7 separate regions of the Mus musculus genome follow, and all the other regions are linked to region 5. The links are chromatin contacts, called in public ChIA-PET, Hi-C and HiChIP or PLAC-seq maps. All regions are on one chromosome and are shown on one strand. The core of a region is the stretch at or near the end of the contact, and the rest is flanking DNA. Distances in the headings are between cores, read along the strand shown.

Region 1 (2,715 bases), core at 123-2,622, 430 kb after region 5:
ACTACATTATTTGTTTTTCCTTCATTTATAAAAACAGAGTAAACAGTTCAGCCAAAATAAGTACTTTTACTTAAAAAAGAAAAAGTGAGGGGGCTGGAGAGATAGCTCAGTGGTTAAGAGGACCCAGGTTCAATTCCCAGCACCTACATGGCAGCTTACAACTGTCTGTAACTCCAGTTTCAGGGGATCTGACACTCTCACACAGTTATACATGCAGTCAAAACACCAATGCATATAAAAAATAATTCAGTAATTTTTTTTTAAAAAGTGAGGTTTGAGAAAATGTCAGTGGATATCTCCAAATCACTGTTGAAATACAGTTTTTGTATTGGTGAATTATTGAATTATTGCTTAAACTATACAAACACTCTTGAATCTATGTTTCCTAGAAGGAAAATAGTCTTCAACCAGTGCTGATATTAAAGGATGTAAAAAGAGTACCAGATGATGAGACTTGCCATCCTATAAAAGATTTTTATAGATCCCACTTCCAGCTTAGTGTTTAATTCCCCACACCCTTTTTGTGGCCACACCTTCACACTTCTTTTTTAATTATAAGTGGGATTCCACTGTATTTAATGTCATTACATTGTAGACAGGCTTCTTTTTACTGCATTAATTCTTTTCATATCCCTCCTAAAAATAGTGTTTCTAGTTTTGTGGTTTTAAAAACAAAAGAAAACAAAACACCAAAATTCTATCCCAGATACCTTTGAACTACTTTTTTTTTGTAAACTGCCTGTTGAGGGTTTCATATTGACTCAGAGTTGCATTTTGCACGATCTCGTGGTGGTCTTGGCAGTTACTTCTCCCAGTGCCTCATGAGCTTGATGACTGTTTTAATACCCATGCTGACAAGTCTGCTGATCTTTTTTCTTTGTCATCTATGTTTTATGGATACTGGTATTTCTAACTTTTTATATTAATTTTTGAAATGGCATTTTATCTTAAATTTAAAGTATTATAAATAATGACATGTTAAATATTGGATACATTTAATAGTATATAATGATTATAAGGATGAATGTCTGTTTTGATTAGTTTTAGAGTTGTTTGGTAAAGCATTGAGATTTCTCTGGTTTATGAGAGATGAGTATAGATACCACTCATGGTAAGTTCATCTTGTCTGGTAATATGTAGGCATTGAGCTATAAGAAGGATACACTATAGAGGTATTCCCTTTTTTCTTGTCCCCAAAATTTAGAAAGGGTTGCTTCCCCAGTTATCTGAAAGCTTAGTAAAATGTGCATTTAACTTCTGCACCTAGGAGTTCTTCTCTCTTGAATCTTGCTGCTGAGAGGTGTTAGAGAACTCCACAGGTATGCAAAACAAGGTCTTAAAAGTTCAAGAGTCCAATATTGACTTATCCAGAATTTTACAATCATAAAAAGTTGCTTTGCTTCTCTCTGTGTGTATAGGTATCGTGTTGTACTCTGCCATGAGTGAGGAGTAGGACACCATGACCTTCGCAGTGTTTGAAGTCTCTGATTAGGCTCTGGCCATATATTTTCCTTTTTACCTCTGTGCCCTACTTGATTTGTCCTGTTACCAGTTACCTTCTAGGGAGCAGCTTACAGTTGCTCTTCTTGCTCTGATAGGAAGAAATGCCTAGAGGGATCTGAAGCCAGACCTCAGGCCTGACTTCACTCCTGCTTTCTACACTCTTTCTGAACCTGGCTGGTGCAGCTTGGGAAAATCAGCTTTGCTGCCTCCTCTGGCCTCCTGGCTAGTAAGGGACCAATCAAGACAGGGACCATTCCTCATTTCCTATTAGGAAGAAACACACAGAGAAGACTTTGTATTTCTTCATTGTTTGTTTTTGTTATTTGAAGTTACTAAGATTTATAGCTAATCAGATTTGAGCAAGTTGAGTAAAAGATCAGCTGCATTCTGTTTTAGCTAGATTTTTAAGTGCATTTGCTAACTTAACCACCACATAGCCTATTCATAACTTGAAGTTTGCCTTTAAAGTCACTCAAGTACAAAGCACTGTAGTGCTCGTAACGATCTTCCATATTATTGTAGGTAACTAAATGACCATGGAATCTGGAGCAGACAACCAGCAGAGTGGAGATGCTGCTGTAACAGAAGCTGAAAATCAACAAATGACAGTTCAAGCCCAGCCACAGATTGCCACATTAGCCCAGGTATAAAAATACATGGAGAGATTCCAAGCTGTATCTCTTTTAAGAGTAATATGTTTCCAAGAGAATTTAATTTTTAATAAACATATACATAGAATGAGTGGAAATTTTCTTTAAAATATCAGAATTCCTGTTCAGTATTAGCATTAGCTTATGTTTAGAAATGAAAGTAATGATAAATTAACATATTAGTAAAATGTATCATTAAACATTAATATAATGTGTGTAGTGACATGATTCAGAAATAATTACTTTTTTGTTAATAAATGAATTGGCCCTCTCAAGGCAATGATGACAACTGCCTTGTTTTTCTTTGTTTGTTTGTTTGTTTGTTTGTTTTTGTTATTTTTGTTTTAAATACCACACAAGCTTATTTTGGGACCTTGAGGTGCAGACGATTTGAAAGTCTAAATTTATATATTCTAATACTAAAATGCAGAGTCAAAGGTCGGTGTGGAACTCAGTCCTAAAGGTGATAACAGCCGTTCTTTCCTGTGCATTTTAAATGCGTTAGTCGGATTTTGTTTTAAGAGTCCTGCCCTTGCCAGGTGTGGTGGCACACACCTTTAAT
Region 2 (2,700 bases), core at 62-2,561, 290 kb after region 5:
AGAGGGGTGGATCATAAAGGCAGGAAAGGGGTATGTGAAATAAAATGTTGCTTGGATATTCATCAAAAGCTGGCATAAGAGACCTAAAGAGAACTTGATAGAGAACTTTTGCACGTCACTCTAGACTTTTGGATGCCAGTGGCCAGCTTTGGCTGAGTGCTGCTACACTCACACAGTTTCTCAAAGCTTCTTGGAGGTTTCTAGGTTATATGGTCTTTGCTGAAAATTACAAAATCCAAAAGAAGCAGCTGAAGACCAGGAAAGGGAAGTAACTTACAGCCAAGTACATAAAGCTCCCTAACGAGAGAGCAGAGCCAAGACTCCAGCCTTGTACTACCTGACTCCAGAGCCTGTGTTGTGGTTCTCATCACACACAAGCCTCACCAGTTCAAATCTGCTGTCCTTTCTCCATAATCTGCACCAATCACTTTATGTAGTTTTGTGTATATGAACATGGTCAACATCAGTAGTCACTCTGCTTTATATTTCGAGACAATGGAGCTTGCTGATTCTTCTAGTCTGGCTGGCCAGCAAGCCTCAGGGACTGTGCCTCCCTCCCACTTTGGGATTCGAGCTGTACACCCATGTACCTGGCCTTTCTTACCTTGAATTCTGACATCCAAAAAGGCCCTCCAGCTTGCACAGCAAACAGTTTACTGACTGAGCCAACTCCCCTGCCCTTTTTATATATTTTCATATCATACACGTACTGTATAAAAAGTCAATAGAATCCATTGCATTTAGGCAGTTCTTTGGGCTGATAGTGCACATATTCAGCTACCTCTGGGCTTATAGTATATGAATAACTATTCGCTCTACAATCTATTCAATGTTCCTGAGTTCCTACACCAAGCCAAGCATTGTGCTGCATGCCTCAGAAAGTCACAGCCCACTGGAAGAGATCCCATTAAAATGAAAATAAGCGCTTGGTTTCCCGTGGTACAGTAAGGCATAACCAAGAGATTAGAGCTTGCTTATTGAGCTGCAATCCAAAACCACATTATTGAGCTATAATTTCCTATTTGATTGACATGAAAGGACTGAGCAACTGGCCCAAGGTCAAGTCTCCAGTCAGTAGCAGTTCATTTCACTTATTTTATTGTCTCTGACATACCATGTTCTCAAGATCTGCTCTCTCTTAATAGTCTTATGTAATGTTCAAAACATATTTTATGTTTTACAGACATTTTAAAAAATTTAAGGCCAAAGAAGCAAATGTGTCAGCATTCATGTTGGGCTAGAACACATTTTGGCTGCCAACTCTCAGGACAGCAGAGCTCCTCCAAGGTCTGGCTTCCCCCCAAGCCTGTTTCCAGGCTATGGAAGCCGTTAATTCTGCCCTAAATGCATGCTGTCTCCTCATCTCCTCTGTAGCCTTCTAGCTGGGCTGAGACTTAATTGGTTTGGGTTGGATAATTCATAGTGCCTCATTAGGGCATCAAAACACATACTAGGCTCTCTAGTAATTTTCTCCCCTGAAAGAACATTGATTGGCTCCTTCACTGGGAAAAGAATTAGCTAAAGGATTCTTGGGTTTGTGAAGAAAAAAAAAAAAAAAAGAGAGAAAGAGAAAAGAAAGAGTCCACAACAGATAATTTCAAAGTGTATTGTGCAATCAGATTTCTTTGAGGCTATCTGTCGATCAGGTACCTCTGCTCTTGCAAAAGATAAAAATTAAAAAAAAAAAAATTCTCAAACCACACCAAGGGTAGCTACCAGTTAACTTGCAGAATTTATAGAAAAACTGGCTGTTCTAAAGTTCCCACTTGCTGGCTTCCCACTGTTTTCTCTTGCCTGGAGATACTCTTTATTAACACACTAAGAGGGAAACCCTGAAAGATGGCTTCTTTGCACATCTGACCGGCTGGCTACTCCACCTCCCACTCTCCCACTGTAACAGGTTAGGGCAGTGTCCCCTCCCCTCCCACTCCTCCTTAAGCAAGAAAGCATGCTAACTGTGAATACCTATGGTTCTTGGCTCTGCTGCTTCTCTGACTACGAGAGCCCACTTCGGATGGATGGATGGATGTTCTGCAGCAGGCAGAGGGATTGTGCAACCAAATAGCCCAGCTCCAGCCAGGTGTGGTGATACATACCTATAATTGCAGCACTCAGGACACTGAAGCAAGAGGATCTTCAAGGTGAGCCTGTACTACTTGAGTCTTAGGTTAGCCTCAGAAATGTACAAAGACTCTGTCTCACAAAAGAAAAAAACAAACAAACATTTCTTCTTTCTCACCTCTGAGTTGGAATAAGCCTGAGCTATGTATGGGTTTTGTTTTGGACTTTTAAAGACTTATTTATTTTATTTTATGGGCATGGGTATTTTGCCTGCATGCACATTTATGTGTACCATGTATATGCCTGGTGCCATACATGATCCCCTAGAACTGGAGTTACAGATAATGTGAGCTACCATATGGGTGCTAAAAATTGAACACAGGGCCTCTAGAGGTACAGTAAGTGCTCTTAAACACTGAGCCACCTCTCCAGCCCCTGACTTGTGTCTTACCCTCTCTCCCAGAGAGTCTAGGAAGAATGAATAAGAACATCTGGGTAATGTAATCTTTGTTAGCCTCCTCTTCTTCCTTATCCCATTTCCCAATTCCATTATGAGGATTTCTTGTCGCCTCCAAAATATGATGCTTCCATTTTACCCTCCCCCTCCCCCACCCCTTATCCCAGAGGAGCCTAAAGAAA
Region 3 (2,787 bases), core at 115-2,614, 270 kb after region 5:
CTCATAGATCTTGTCCAGATACAACTAGATGTATTATGACAAATAACTCAGCAGGGATGTGAACAAAAGTTTCCGGGATTGTGTGTTATTTCCATTCAGTATGTTAAATTTACTAGGGCAGCTAATTTGTCAAAAAGTCTTTTTCAGTATATGTTACAGAATTGGATGGCTGAATTTAAACAGATCCTTCGGGAATTGAGACTTCAGGTCAACTCCACGCGCTTGGACCTGTCGCTGACCAAAGGATTACCCAATTGGATCTCCTCAGCATTTTCTTTCTTTAAAAAAATGGGTGGGATTAATATTATTTGGAGATACACTTTGCTGTGGATTAGTGTTGCTTCTTTGATTGGTCTGTAAGCTTAAGGCCTAAACTAAGAGAGACAAGGTGGTTATTGCCCAGGCGCTTGCAGGACTAGAACATGGAGCTTCCCCTGATATATCTATGCTTAGGCAATAGGTCGCTGGCCACTCAGCTCTTATATCTCACGAGGCTAGTCTCATTGCACGAGATAGAGTGAGTGTGCTTCAGCAGCCCGAGAGAGTTGCAAGGCTAAGCACTGCAATGGAAAGGCTCTGCGGCATATATGAGCCTATTCTAGGGAGACATGTCATCTTTCATGAAGGTTCAGTGTCCTAGTTCCCTTCCCCCAGGCAAAACGACACGGGAGCAGGTCAGGGTTGCTCTGGGTAAAAGCCTGTAAGCCTAAGAGCTAATCCTGTACATGGCTCCTTTACCTACACACTGGGGATTTGACCTCTATCTCCACTCTCATTAATATGGGTGGCCTATTTGCTCTTATTAAAAGAAAAAGGGGGAACTGTGGGAAGCCGCCCCCACATTCGCCGTCACAAGATGGCGCTGACATCCTGTGTTCTAAGTTGGTAAACAAATAATTTGCGCATGAGCCAAGGGTATTTACGACTACTTGTACTCTGTTTTTCCCGTGAACGTCAGCTCGGCCATGGGCTGCAGCCAATCAGGGAGTGATGCGTCCTAGGCAATTGTTGTTCTCTTTTAAATAGAAGGGGTTTCGTTTTTCTCTCTCTCTTGCTTCTTACACTCTGGCCCCAAAAAGATGTAAGCAATAAAGCTTTGCCGTAGAAGATTCTGGTTGTTGTGTTCTTCCTGGCCGGTCGTGAGAACGCGACGAATAACAGGATTATATACCCCAAGAACCTGCCCTAGTTACCTACTTCCTTCAGCTATACCCCAGTTCCCATGTTTCTACAACCTCTCAAAAATAACACCTGTGAACTAGGGACTAATGTCTTGAGACCCAGCCTCTAGAAGATAAGATTCAAACTACAACATGGTTGTGGTGCTCATGGGTGCTCATCATCAAGGGAAGAGCCGACGACACATCAAAAAGTATCAAAAAGCAGAACCAAGGCCAGAAGGAACTGGGTGGAGGTTAAGAGGGTGGCAGACTCTAAGAAATCAGAATGTAATGTAGAAGAAGATTGTATTGGGTGTGACTGCTCCAGCTACTGCCCCTAGAACCCATAGCCAGAGGAGCTTCCCACAGGCCTAAAGGTAGGAATAGTGAGCTGTTGGCTATTCTATCCCTATTTACCATATTAATTCTCCCTGGGAGAGAAGGAAATGCAGGCCACTCCTAGAAATTGCAGAAGAGCTCCTCCAAAGTCTACAAAATGCTCTGAAGACTCGGGGAACATTGCAGAAGTGGTAAGGGGGTGTAAGAGCCAGAGGCTCAGGAAATGGTGAGACTGAATTCCCTACCACCTACACCCATAAAATCTCACCAATGTGACTGCCCGAACATGAGCTAAACCAAAGATGCACTGAAAAGCAGGCCAAAATGAATGGAGAAAAGCCCTCAAGGACTCAACCCTACACAGAGAACCACAGGCTACTGAGTAAATCTGTGGAGCAAGAGAGATGGTCCTTCCCATGGAAGAACACACCAAGTGGTTATCCAATGCCAAATGATCTGCCCTAAAACATATATACAAACATTATTATATGGAATCAACAGGTTATATCTAGGAATGTATGTGCATATATGTACAAATATCCAACAACAATGAAAAAAGAGGCTATGAACTTGAAGGAGACTGGAGAGGGGTATATGGGAGGACTTAGAGGCATAAGGGAAGGAATAAACATTGTAATTAAATCACAATCTCAAAAATCAACAGCCACAACAAAAACCACCAACAAACAGAAATCAACTGGAAAATCAATGAGTGCAATTGCTGACACTTGCATTTTGCAAAACATCCAAGACTAAGTATCTGTCAATGTGTATGCAGTTTCACACATTCACACACATAATAAGGGGTGCTGGGGGCTCCTAGATCTGGGTATGGCTTGTGAAGAGTCAGGGATCCAGGAAGTCATGTGCCACACTATACAGGTGAGTAGATGAACAAGAGGCACCACAGGATCAGAAACCCACAGGCATCGCTAGTGACCTCCATAAAAGGCCCCAGTCCCCAATGGTCACTTTTCAGATACACCAACCCCTCCTGCAGCATCTCTAGCAATCCACTTCCGACTGCCTTTTTATGACTTAACAACACAGTTTTTCCTCGAATTTTATGGCATTTCATTAAAGCCGCCAGAAGGTGATACTGCCCCTTTTTCTAGGAGTGAAATAAATTCCAGTTTTATCGCTTCTGGAAATGCCGGAGCAGCTGTCAGGACATTTGATAGATTTTCTCAATTACATCTCTTGTGGAGCATTTTATACTTACATCTGCACCTCAGCCCCACGCGGAACATGCGCAGCTTTGCTCCTCTCTCTTGTGTCTTGTGCATCT
Region 4 (2,700 bases), core at 154-2,653, 300 kb before region 5:
CACATTGACTTAATACATAAATGCTACACATGAGAAATATTCCTATGCTCTATTTTAGACTGTATATTGCTGATGACAGGACAAACAGGGATTATCATATTTAGTGAAGTACAGGGAAATAAATGTGACCACTAATTAGGGCCCAGCTTATGGTGCTGTTACAGAGAACAATTTGTGAGCTTAAATTCTATTCAATATCGTGATCACATATATCATTAAGGGAAGATGATGGCTGAGCTGGGCTCTTTGTTAGTCCGTAAAATGAAAACATTCTCTAAAAGTTAAAACCTCCTATCTGCTGACAGGCACTAATGGCTCTGGGGCTGACGTGTTAGCTTAGTTCAAGTATTTCATAGATGATTAGAGTTAATGAGCAAAGTGTAAGCAGGACTCGACTTAATGAATGTGCTAATTGTTTTTCTTGCTGCAAATATTAGTGCTTCTTTTAACCATAATATACAGAAGATTAGGAGCCAATTCATTATACTTTGTCTAATGAGTTATATTTATACGATATAATGGCATTGTTAAATTCACACAGTACCCTTCTTAATATTCACAGCACTTTACTAGCGTGTGCTATTTTAAGCTCAAAGCAGTCCTTTGTCAGTCGGGAAGGCAGGAATAACTGTGCCTATTTTACCCTGCTTGTTATGAGCCCAGACTCTGAATTCACACTGCCTCGGTTGGAGAACCAGCTCAGCTTGCCTACCAACTGTGTGACCTCTGAAAAGCTCCTGAACTCTCCGTGTCTCCATTGTCTCACTCGCAGAGAAGGTGGGGCTGGTAGCCGTGTTGTGGACTATTGAAGGATTTGGTGAATTGAAGCCTGTGAAGCATTTAAACTCTTCCTGGGAACAGCCTAGCCCTATAAGCATATAGGCATTATTTTCGATTACAGACATCCTTCTGTTCTCCATTCCCCATATAGCACCCAGAACACTCTTTGAAGACTGAGAGACCCTCAGATCCCCTGGCTGTTTGAAACACCTGGGCACATCCTGTAGCAAGGGAAATGAAATCCATATATTGACTTGGGCAAGTGTAATCTGGCCCCACTTAATCCTAAAAGTTACCTCTTTTACCCATTCCTGGATCTGATCTGTTTCTCCAACAGCCATAGCTCATTCCTGGCTCTGACTCCCCTATCTCTCAGGAGCCTCTCAGTCATTGTGGCAGCTGAAGGTAGATTCTGGAACACAGGCCTCGTCTCACTTGTACTTGGCTCTTGCCTCTCCTCCCCCTGCCCCCACCCCTCACCCCCAGCTCTGTTAAATAAAAAGTGTGAGTTCTTGTGAACCCCAGGGCTAAGGCCACATTAACTATCAGCTTGTTTTACTCCATTTTGTTCACAGCACATAGCACACAGATAGAAGCAGCTGTGTGCACAGGAGCTCTGATCTGAATACATTTGTAGTGGTGCCTGTCTCAGACTTTCCCCAGCTTTTACGGTGACTCTCATATGCTCACTTAGCCAATAGTTCTTCCAAGTTCAGTGCGTTCCAGGGTTGCCTCTGGGTGTTTTGATTCACCAGTAGGAAGAATCTCTTGGGGTGCTGATATTCAGGTTGGAACAACATTCAGCTCCTGGAAGCTTAGTGAGGAGAGTTGTGGGTATTACAAACAGCAGGTGCCAATCTTCTGTACCGAGGAAACAGCTGCAGAGCTTATTTGAGTGACTGGTGGTGGGGTGGGGGTTGGAATGGCTCAACTAGGGCTGGTGAGCAGGAAAGCATTTAAGTTGATACCAAAGAAGAGTAAGGGTCTGATCAGGCATCTCTCTCTCTCTCTCTCTCTCTCTCATTTTTGTACTAGGGAGAGCAGGTTACAGTCTGGGCTCAGCGCAGGGCTGCAGGGAAGGGGTGAGGATGAACTCTGTGGGGCTTTGTGCAGGGGAGGGACACAATGTGGAGGGAACAGGGATGTCACAGTAAGAGGCATTCTGTCCTTTTGCTGTCTTCTGGGAGTACCCTCAAGTGTTCTATTTAAAGCACGTTGTCATCTATCAAACAAATGAATTATCCTTAGGTGTCCAGTAGGCATTGGCTACAGGACCCCCACAGATAACAAATCAAGCCCCTTATATGAAGTAGCCTGCTGTTTCCATATAGCCAGCGGCATCCTCTCATGTCCAGGTTACTCATAATGCTGGGTACAACATAAACCTACTTAAACAGAATGTACGGTTTAGGGAACAATGACAAGAATGGCCTCTAAATATTCAGTACAGATGCACTTTGAGAAATATTTTCAAGCTGCAGTTGGTTGAATCTGTGACTGTGGAATTAAGAGATACAGAGGGCCATCAACTGTAAGGTGTCTCCTTTAATTCCCAACTTGGAAGGAAATTTTCCAAGCTCACAGTGCCTGCCTAGATAGCAGCTGAGACATTTCTTGTGAAGTATAATTCCATGTTCTGTGTCACTCATTCACTGACCCAACCCAGCTGAGGACCAGGATGGACAGAAGGCAGGCTGGCCAGCACTTAGTGGCCCTGCTCTGCCAAGCAAGGTTAACGATGGCTAAGAAATTACTCATAGTAAGCTTTATCATTTGTCATAGCCACAATAGCAGATGATAGCACTACTGGAAGTTGCTGCAGAGAAAATTGTCCCAATCCTTCAGAAGTCATGAGAGAAGAGTTATGAATTAGAGTCAGAAGTGAGAAGAATGTATTAGCAAGCATGAAACCCGAACACT
Region 5 (2,700 bases), core at 64-2,563:
GAACTTGGCACCGGTACCCTTTAGCATCCTAGGAGTTTTCTTAACTAGTCCTCTAAGACAAAGTAGGGAAGCAAGGAAGCACACACCACCCTTTGTCCAAGGTGGTGCTAACCTGAGAGGCACCCCAAACAAACAAACAAAAAGCAAGGACACAGTACAGGCTGCTCTCTCTGGAGGCATTAGCTAGAGAAACCATACAATACATTGTCAGCCTAAGAGAGACATATCTTCTCATCTTCCTTGTACATATCCTTAAGCATCTTTTGTCACCTGGCTTCTCTTCGTACAGCTCACCTTGTATCTAAAAATCAAGCTCCTATTCTTTATTGACACTCAGTAAATTACTGGGAAAAACACTCCGTGCTTCCCCCCACCCCCCTTGACGGTCTTCAGGACCAGTTGAAATGGATAAAGCTGATTTAAGTACTAAGGTCAGAACTCCTGCATCTAGGAACGTGGTATCCTGTCAACCATTGCTCGACCACCTTCCCACCCGGCTCCTCCAAACCCGAGAAGTTCGCCAGCAATTCTCTGCTAGGGGACAGCGAGCCGACAACGTGTGCGCAAGGATGTGTGTTGGTGACAGAAATGCAGGCAGCTAGGACCGGCTCAGCTCAACACACTAAGGGGCTAGGGGTGGGTGGAGAGGTAAGCGCATATGATTGTTTCACAAAACATTTTAAACAACACACAGCCAAAAAATAAATAAATAAATAAAAAGAAAAAATTAATTAAAAAAATTTCAACTCAAAGCCCACACCAAACGCAGCCCCTGCGTCTCCGCCGCCGCCACACGATTTACACAAGTAATTTAAATCATTCACCTGCTGCCAGGTCTCCTCCAGGGATGGCAAAGCTGAGAAGTAGCCGGTGTCGTGGACAAGTTGTAGCTCCTGGAATATACTATAACTAGCCAACACGTCCATGCTGCTGCTGCCGGGCAAAACCGGAGGAGAAACCCTCCCCCGAGCTCAGCTGGGTCTGTTTGTTTGTCAGTCTGTCTGGCTCACCCCCCAAGAAGGCAGACATCCAGTGGCCCTTTTGTTTTGTTTTGTTTCAGTCAACTAAAAAAAGGAGAGAAAAAAAATCAATGCAGGAGAGAGGGAGAGAGGAGGTGAGAGAGGAGGGAGAGAGAGGAGGTGAGAGAGGAGGTGAGAGAGGAGCGAGTGAGTGGGGTGGATCGGAGAGAGGGATCCAGCGTGTACAGTGCAGATGACTGCCAGGAAAAGGGGACTTCACGGGAGTAACAATTCCCTTCCAGGGCTCTAATCACTCCAGCGCGTGGATCAGGAAGGGGAACGCAAACTCACTGACACGAAGCTGCCATCTATATCTGCAGCGCTGTTCGCTCCTAATGCAATCTTTGCTCTTTATTTTGGGAGGTTGCATTTTTTTTCTCGCGATCGCTTCTCTCCCCCCCCACCCCTTCCCTTCCCTCCCCACCCCCCACCCCATCCTCGCTAGTTTGTAGTCCCCCCCCCTTGTCTCCTCCTCCTGCTCTTCCCCCTCCCCAAACTCCCTCCCTCCGCCCCGTTTTGCGCGCAGCCGTGGGATCTCGGAGGAGGGCGTCCATTAGGCCGCGTGTGACCATGTAAGGTAAACAGGGGGCTCATGAAGTCACTGAGGACCAATGCGGCACTCGGAGAGGACCATGGGGCGGGGCCTGGCCCCGACGGCAGCCGCCGATTGGCGCGCTGCGGATCTCCCTGCTGCCTTACAAGGCGGTACGAGGCAAGCTATTTTTAGAGGGCTATATAAAGGGGTAGAGGAGTCCGCCAGGCGGCCGGGGAGCTTGAGCGCCAGGGAGTGTTGCTGCGACACTTGCGCTGGCTCCTGGGACGCCTAGGCGGCCGGGTTCGGGCTGCGCGCTGGCCTCCGACCCTCGCTGCAGGGCTCGCCCGAGCCGCCGGCGCCCGTACCCAGTGCAGATCCGAGGGGACGGGTTGCCGCGGTGGCCGATCGGGAGGTGCGGTCCCGGTCCTGGGTTAAGATGCCTCCTGCGGGAGCAGCCGGTAGAGCGGCGGCGCAGCGGTCGGGGGCAAGGAGCTCTTTGCACTCGGCCTTCCGCCAAGCATGGGGAAGAAGGGTAGCAAGGGAGAGCCCAGGCTCAGGACAGCGTCACGTACCCCAGACTAAAGCCCAAAAGCCAGTTCCGAATTCCCCACAGGGTGCCGAAATGAAGTGCCAGAGAGGAAGTGCCTCACAATGGCAGAGAACAAAGGCGAGCTGCACGGAGACTAGCTTGCGCCCGCCCCCGACGCTGCACGCTGTCCCCGCCCCGGCCCGCGCGCCTCCGTGCGCGCCGCCGATCGCCTACCGCCCTCCTTTTCCTCTGAACTGAGCCTAAAACCTGGCCAGGAGTCTGGTGTCCAGCATCTAAGCGTGTGCATGAAAGAGAATAGGGGGAGCGTGGGTCGAATTAGGGTGCAGGCTGGAGCGGGGAGCAGTTAGCTAGCAGATCCTTACAAGAGGTTTATCCAGTAACTTCATGGAGCAGGTATGGAGCAGGGCTCTAAAGATCTCAAGATTCTGCAAGCTCAGAAATGGAAACCTGTGCAATGCACGTGGTTAAGAGTTGCCCATTTGTTTGCTTGACCTTAAATGGCTCGTGTGCCTTCTCCAAAATACACCGAAAGCTGGACTCCTTTAGAATAACTACAGAATTCAGTACTTAGACACGAGAAACGTCCTTATACCTTC
Region 6 (2,700 bases), core at 86-2,585, 420 kb before region 5:
TTTAGATTGCCAATCATGTTTCCTTCATTTTGACCTACAAAACCATTTTCTTAAGCTGCTTAATTAATTGTCAGTCTTGATGTATCATAGGCTCTTAGGTCCTTTTCTGGCACAGTGTGTGTGACTAGAACCTTTGTGCTGGCTAGTCTTGAGTCAAGCCTAGTATGGCTGTACTCTGAGAGGTTTTGCCAGCACCTGATTAAGACAGATGCAGACACTCACAGCCAACCATTTGACTGAGCCTGGGGAACCAAAAGGAAGAGTTAGGGAAAGACTGAAGGAGCTGAAGGGGATTTCAATTCCACAGGAAGAACAATATCACCAACTAATCAGAACCCTCAGAGCTCCCAGGGACTAAACCACCAACCAAAGAGTATACATGGCTGGGTCCATGGCTCCCAATACATATGTGACAGAGGACTGCCTTATCTGGCATCAATGGGAGGGGAGGTGCTTAGTCCTGTGGAGGCTTGTTGCCGCAGTGAACGGGGGATGTTAGAGGGGTGAGGTGGGAGTGGGTGAGTGGGGGGACCACCCTCTTAGAGGCAAAGGGGAGGGAGATGGGATGGGGGGTTGCAGAGGGGAGACTGGGAAGGGGACAACATTTGACATGTAAATAAATAAAATAATAAAACTTTCTTTCTTTGAAACTTGGTGCACATTCTTAGATTAAAAGGAACATTTTTTTTTCTCCTCCCACCTCAGTCTGCAAGCATTCATGGCCTTGGGCTCTTCCTGGTTGTCATCTATGGAGGGGCCAGAGGCCTTTTGATGTTTTAAAACTCAGTGTATTGTCTAAATTCCAGAACAGTATTAAGTTAATTGATGAAATGTCATACCCTCCTACATGTATCTTCTCAACAGTGAGTTAAAAACAGAGATCTCCAAGCTCAGAGATTCAGTCTCTCATTATTTTTAAGTTTCTGAGTTTTGGAATATCTGGGGCAGTGGGTTTAGTTTTTTGTAAGCGATAAAAGGTCCAAAGGTAGCAAAGTAATCTAGATCTCTGTTAATAAAAATTCAGCCTATTCTACACCACATTCTTTTACAAGACACTCTATAATCAAGAATAGTTGGAAAATTTAGGACCAGCTACCAGTCAGTGAGTCATATACAGTTTTGTAGCCCTTTCTAAAGAAAGAAAATTATAGCTCTAGTCTGCCAAAAGAAGGTAGCCACCCAGAGGAGCTGTAAATTTTAAAAATAAAAGAGCTCCAGTTAAAACCAGATGCCCCTTGGACTTATAGAGCCCCCCCCCCCCCGCCACCTCCACTCTGCCCTGGGCTGTGTTTGTTTTGGCTCCATCCTAGGGATTTGGTCATCAGCCAAGCTCTGAATTCCCCAGCCTCACACTCTGCCCACACCTCCACTAAATCCTCCTTGGTCTGAACCAAGAGCCTTCCGCCAGTTTCTTTTTATTAGTTCATTCTGAAAGACAGCAACTGTCTTAGATGGTTAGAAACGGCAGCGATCGGGTCTTAGATCTTTTAAAAATCACCTCTGGTTGGACTTTGATTCCTAGTTAGCCTTTTCTTCCTTATGTGGTATAAACCCGCCAGAGTCAATGTTTCTCTCAGTTATCTTCACCTCCTTGCCTTAGCCCTCTTCCTCCTCAAATGCCAAGTGAACAACAAGACTGAGCTCATTCTCCATCCCACATTCCGTGCTGATGGGAAAAATCACCTCAGCAACTATTTAAAGCCTAAGTAAGCAAAGGAGTAGAATATCGAGAAAAAGAAGAAAACTTTTCAGAGACAATTCGTTATTCCAAATAAAGGCAGCATGAGAAACCTCAGAATAAGTTTTGGAGCACAGCATTGAGTGTTGTCATTCTCACAGAATGGAATGGAGGTACACACTAATATTTGGGATGGATGCCCAGGCTAATATTTGGGGGCACCTTCCACCTCTGCATCCAGGCAGCTGGGCATTGTTTTTAGGGAATCCCACAACCACACACTGGACTCCCTACAAATTTTGATCTCTGACTTCCAAGGAACTCCCCGTACCTTTTCTGAATGGTTTATCCTTTTAAAAAGTAGCTATTTCAAACTCTGCCCTTCTTCATTGTGGTCTCTGAATCTCTGGATCTGGCCTTGTCTCCTGCTTTGTTCTGCACTTTCTTTGCTTGCACAGGTACCTCCATCTGCAATCATTGTCTCTTCCTCCAGACTTAACACTAAACATGTTCCTAGTTTAGGACTGGCCCTGTATTCTGTCCTGAGGACTCATCTACCTACTCTCCTGTAGCTTCATCCCTTTCCTCTCCAGTGGTGGGGAAACATTGACACCCACCTATCCAGACATCCACACATTTCTTTCTATGTTTGAATTCATAAGCAATGTCTATTGAAACCAAGTTGAATACATGAGAGACTACAGGTGAAGTGTCCTTTCTCTAGTCACCTGTGACCTCTTCCTAAAGGTCACCAGAGTTACCATTTTCTAATAAGAAGTAATGATTGCTGATCACTCTATATCCTCATATTTTGCCCAATTCTGTCTTATGCTCAAAGACATGTGTTCATTGCTCAGTAGACATGCTCACTTACAGGATTCCTCAAAACCTTCTTCATCTTCATTTCTATTCTTTACTTCAGAAATGCTTTGCTGGTCATTCTTTTTTTTTTTAAGATTTATTTATTATTTATATGAGTACACTTTAGCTGCCTTCAGACACACCAGAAGAGGGTATCAGAT
Region 7 (2,760 bases), core at 238-2,737, 390 kb after region 5:
CTTGAAAAGCTTAGGCCCAGGCAAGGTAGTACACATCTCAAATCCCAGGAGACTGAGGCAAGGAGATCTCTTGAGTTCAAAGCCAGCCTGAGATAGAGCAAGTTCCAAATCTAGATGTGGTGGCACACACCTCTAATTTGGTGCATACCTTCTTCTGGAGGCCCACATAAGGACAACGGGAAAAGGAAGGCCTTCTTCTTCACCTGCTTGCACTTACTTGCCAGCACATCTGTTGGGACCTACTTCTTCAGGATTCCAGTTTAGACAGAAGACCAGTAGAAACACCTACCCTCGTGGGACTGAGTAAGTACTGGATTCTTGGACTTCCCATTCAGTTGCCCATTGTTGGGTTAGTTGGACTGCAGACTGTAAGTCAGTCTAATAATTTCCTTTAATATATAGAGACATTCCATACGTTCTGTAACTCTGGAGAACCCTGATTAGTACAGTGTGTCTCAGGTAAGACTGGAAATTGAAGCAAATTTTAGAAGAAAGTGGGGGAGTTGTCATAGTTACCTTAGGCTGTCAACTTGACATAAACAGAGTAACCCAAGAAGAGAGAACCTCAACTTAGGAATTGACTAGATCAGGTCGACCTGTGGTCATGTGGTCTATGAGACAGTTTCTTAATTGCTGACTAATATAGGAGGTCCATCCCATTGTGGTGTGCCATCTCTAGGCAGGTGGGCATGGGCTATATGAGCAAGATAGTTGAACAAGATAGCAAGGGTGGCAAGCCAGTAAGCAGCATTCCTCGTGGATTCTCCTCTCAAAACCCTGCCCTTGAGTTTCTCTCTTGGGTTCCCTTGATCATAGACTGTAACCTGTAAGCAAAAATAAACCTTCCTTTCTGCAGGATGTATGTAACTTATTTTGGATTTTATAGGAACCTAGTTGAGAGTTGAATTTTTTTTAAAGACTTATTTACTTTATGTATATGAGTACGCTGTAGCTATCTTCAGACACACCAGAAGAGGGCATTGGATTACATTACAGATGGTTGTGAGTCACCATGCGGTTGCTGGGATTTGAACTAGGATGTCTGGAAAAGCAGTCAGTGCTCTTAAACTGCTGAGCCAACTCTCCAGCCCGAGACTTTGAATTTTTAGAGACCTTGAGCTTTTAAGGTGTTGAACTTTTTAAGGACTATGGGGCTTTTAAAACTGGACTATGTTTTATATTGTGTTATTAATATGAGATCTTGTAGTCAAAAAAGAAAAGAAAGGTTATAAAGTTATGTGTTTGCATGTCAAAATTGACAAAGGCTGCAATATCATAGTTAGCTTCAGCTGTCAACTTGACAGAGACCTAGAGTCTCCTAGGATTCACAACTGAAGAATTGCCTAGATCAGTTGGGCCTGTGTCTGTAAGGTATTTACTTAACTACTTACTATTGGAGAGGCCAGTACACTGTCCCTAGGCAGGTGAACCTGGGCTATATAAGAGAAGGAGCTGAACAAGAGATTGACAGCTTCAGTCAGAAGAGTCCTCTGCGGTTTCTGCTTCAACCACAGAGCTCCTGCATTGAGTTCTTGCCCTGGCTTCCTTTGTTAAATGACTGTAACCTATAAATGGAAATAAACCCTTTCCTCCCCAAGTTGGTGTCATCCATGATGTTGTTCATACTGACAGGAAGCAAATTAGGAAGAAGTTAATTCTACAGGTGCTGGGAGAAGGAAGAACTGGAGTGAAGACTCTCTAGCGGAAATACACACTGCATGATTGAGAAACGTCCAAGAGGCCAGGAGGTGTGGAGCAAAGGGTCTGAGAACGCAGAAGGAGGAGAGGCAAGGCGGGAGCCTTATAGGACTTGACCAAGACTGCCGTTTATTCTGCCTGAAGCAGGCAGTGGGAGCATAAGTAGAGGAGAGCCATGGTCTAACTGTTCTGAAATTTATTCCGGTCACTGTGTTGAGAATAGAATTGCTGTGTGGCCAAGCCAAAAGGAGAAAAACCTGTTAAGGGGTAATTATAGGTGAGAGATACTGCTGCTGCCGCCGGCCAAAATAGTATGAACAACGGAAGGCAGATTCTGGATTTTTGGACCTTGCTGGGTTGGGTACGGGGTGTAAGTGATAGAGAAGAGCCAAGAATGATGCCAGAGACTTCTTTCTGAGAGGCTACACACTGGAGTTATCATGAGGACAGAAGATAATGGCAAAAGAATGCAAAGAGAGGTCAGCTCCGAAGATATATACATAAATATAACATTTATACAGACTGAGCAGGATATTTATATATATGTGTGTGTGTATAAACATATATATAACCTATACCTTATATATACATACATATATACCTTATATGTGTGTATGTGTATATGTGTGTGTGTGTGTATGGTATATATGTACATATATATAAGGCATATATATATGTGTGTGTATATATATATATATATATGGTCATACACACACATATATATAAACATATACACATACATATATATGTATATATGTACATATACACATACATACATATATATGTATATATGTACATATACACAGACACAGGTAACATCAATTAAAGAAAAAGAAGCCATGGATTTAAAGGTAAGCAAGATAGGGCTACATAGATGGAGGACTTGGAGAGCACAAAGGGAAGGGGAAAATGGTGTAATTATATTAAAATTTCAAAAATGTTTAAAGAATGCAAATAGCAAGACACGAGCAAAGAATACAAATGTGGTTGCCTGGCAACCTTCCATTGGCACTTTCTGGTAAGATAGAGCAAGCACAAGGAGAGTGGGTGTCTGTGAACTGA

The links. A called contact is a pair of places that touch in the nucleus more often than the background predicts. ChIA-PET counts read pairs in DNA pulled down with a chosen protein or histone mark. HiChIP or PLAC-seq counts read pairs in DNA pulled down with a chosen protein or histone mark.
Region 1: a BATF HiChIP or PLAC-seq map of CD8 T cells shows a contact between it and region 5, with 7 read pairs. The contact joins the enhancer-like site here to the promoter of Klf7 in region 5. A contact is called at or near these places in 5 of 39 promoter capture datasets (3T3-L1-derived adipocytes, the C10 cell line, HPC-7-derived erythroid cells and 2 more), 2 of 484 Hi-C or Micro-C datasets (Th1 cells and group 2 innate lymphoid cells), 5 of 115 datasets of contacts at active chromatin or transcription factors (CD8 T cells, bone marrow-derived macrophages, embryonic stem cells and 2 more) and 1 of 9 other capture datasets (adipose tissue).
Region 2: a Hi-C map of cerebellar granule neurons shows a contact between it and region 5, with 2.3 times the contacts expected there. The contact joins the enhancer-like site here to the promoter of Klf7 in region 5. A contact is called at or near these places in 6 of 39 promoter capture datasets (HPC-7-derived erythroid cells, embryonic stem cells, frontonasal cranial neural crest and 3 more), 3 of 15 datasets of contacts at CTCF or cohesin (the NIH/3T3 cell line and large pre-B cells), 6 of 484 Hi-C or Micro-C datasets (the 3T3-L1 cell line, the HL-1 cell line, cerebellar granule neurons and 2 more), 28 of 115 datasets of contacts at active chromatin or transcription factors (SST interneurons, acute myeloid leukemia, bone marrow-derived macrophages and 17 more) and 2 of 9 other capture datasets (adipose tissue and embryonic stem cells).
Region 3: a contact with region 5 is called in an H3K4me3 HiChIP or PLAC-seq map of bone marrow-derived macrophages, with 4 times the contacts expected there. The contact joins the enhancer-like site here to the promoter of Klf7 in region 5. A contact is called at or near these places in 1 of 39 promoter capture datasets (liver), 2 of 15 datasets of contacts at CTCF or cohesin (both in the NIH/3T3 cell line), 2 of 484 Hi-C or Micro-C datasets (the N1E-115 cell line and bone marrow-derived macrophages), 19 of 115 datasets of contacts at active chromatin or transcription factors (acute myeloid leukemia, bone marrow-derived macrophages, craniofacial prominence and 11 more) and 1 of 9 other capture datasets (macrophages).
Region 4: an H3K27ac HiChIP or PLAC-seq map of stem cell-derived neural progenitor cells shows a contact between it and region 5. The contact joins the enhancer-like site here to the promoter of Klf7 in region 5. A contact is called at or near these places in 4 of 39 promoter capture datasets (the 3T3-L1 cell line, hippocampal neurons and second pharyngeal arch cranial neural crest) and 11 of 115 datasets of contacts at active chromatin or transcription factors (astrocytes, craniofacial prominence, embryonic basal ganglia and 8 more).
Region 6: an H3K4me3 HiChIP or PLAC-seq map of neural progenitor cells shows a contact between it and region 5, with 4 times the contacts expected there. The contact joins the enhancer-like site here to the promoter of Klf7 in region 5. A contact is called at or near these places in 5 of 39 promoter capture datasets (the 3T3-L1 cell line, 3T3-L1-derived adipocytes, the C10 cell line and 1 more), 1 of 15 datasets of contacts at CTCF or cohesin (the NIH/3T3 cell line) and 6 of 115 datasets of contacts at active chromatin or transcription factors (bone marrow-derived macrophages, embryonic basal ganglia, embryonic forebrain and 3 more).
Region 7: a contact with region 5 is called in an RNA polymerase II ChIA-PET map of memory CD8 T cells, with 40 read pairs. The contact joins the enhancer-like site here to the promoter of Klf7 in region 5. A contact is called at or near these places in 3 of 39 promoter capture datasets (the 3T3-L1 cell line, hematopoietic stem and progenitor cells and liver), 1 of 484 Hi-C or Micro-C datasets (cerebral cortex) and 6 of 115 datasets of contacts at active chromatin or transcription factors (bone marrow-derived macrophages, differentiating embryonic stem cells, effector CD8 T cells and 3 more).

What each region holds. Positions count from the first base shown.
Region 1 is chr1:64,548,824-64,551,538 of GRCm38.p6, forward strand. Creb1 (cAMP responsive element binding protein 1) reads left to right here. Exons shown (of 9, transcript NM_009952.2): 2 at 2,026-2,147. The coding sequence starts at 2,034. Among named protein-coding and RNA genes, the nearest start is that of Creb1, 17 kb to the left of the region's middle. Within about 2 kb of position 1,373, at least 17 of the 459 cell types and tissues checked have an H3K27ac peak or open chromatin away from gene starts, as enhancers often do. A contact at or near this core is called in CD8 T cells, where this site is marked.
Region 2 is chr1:64,408,065-64,410,764 of GRCm38.p6, forward strand. No RefSeq gene overlaps it. Among named protein-coding and RNA genes, the nearest start is that of Gm36148, 110 kb to the right of the region's middle. Within about 2 kb of position 1,312, at least 23 of the 459 cell types and tissues checked have an H3K27ac peak or open chromatin away from gene starts, as enhancers often do. A contact at or near this core is called in cerebellar granule neurons, cerebellum and embryonic basal ganglia, where this site is marked.
Region 3 is chr1:64,389,032-64,391,818 of GRCm38.p6, forward strand. No RefSeq gene overlaps it. Among named protein-coding and RNA genes, the nearest start is that of Gm35803, 110 kb to the left of the region's middle. Within about 2 kb of position 1,365, at least 3 of the 459 cell types and tissues checked have an H3K27ac peak or open chromatin away from gene starts, as enhancers often do. A contact at or near this core is called in bone marrow-derived macrophages, where this site is marked.
Region 4 is chr1:63,819,403-63,822,102 of GRCm38.p6, forward strand. No RefSeq gene overlaps it. Among named protein-coding and RNA genes, the nearest start is that of 4933402D24Rik, 51 kb to the left of the region's middle. Within about 2 kb of position 1,404, at least 50 of the 459 cell types and tissues checked have an H3K27ac peak or open chromatin away from gene starts, as enhancers often do. A contact at or near this core is called in astrocytes, embryonic basal ganglia, embryonic forebrain and 4 more, where this site is marked.
Region 5 is chr1:64,120,076-64,122,775 of GRCm38.p6, forward strand. Klf7 (Kruppel-like factor 7 (ubiquitous)) reads right to left here and starts at 1,314. Exons shown (of 4, transcript NM_033563.2): 1 at 825-1,314. The coding sequence starts at 926. Gm35880 (a long non-coding RNA gene) reads left to right here and starts at 1,492. Exons shown (of 3, transcript XR_373464.4): 1 at 1,492-1,596.
Region 6 is chr1:63,704,631-63,707,330 of GRCm38.p6, forward strand. The region is part of intron 9 of Mdh1b (malate dehydrogenase 1B, NAD (soluble)); the gene reads right to left. Among named protein-coding and RNA genes, the nearest start is that of Dytn, 19 kb to the left of the region's middle. Within about 2 kb of position 1,336, at least 26 of the 459 cell types and tissues checked have an H3K27ac peak or open chromatin away from gene starts, as enhancers often do. A contact at or near this core is called in neural progenitor cells, where this site is marked.
Region 7 is chr1:64,507,159-64,509,918 of GRCm38.p6, forward strand. No RefSeq gene overlaps it. Among named protein-coding and RNA genes, the nearest start is that of Gm36148, 8.3 kb to the right of the region's middle. Within about 2 kb of position 1,488, at least 34 of the 459 cell types and tissues checked have an H3K27ac peak or open chromatin away from gene starts, as enhancers often do. A contact at or near this core is called in effector CD8 T cells and memory CD8 T cells, where this site is marked.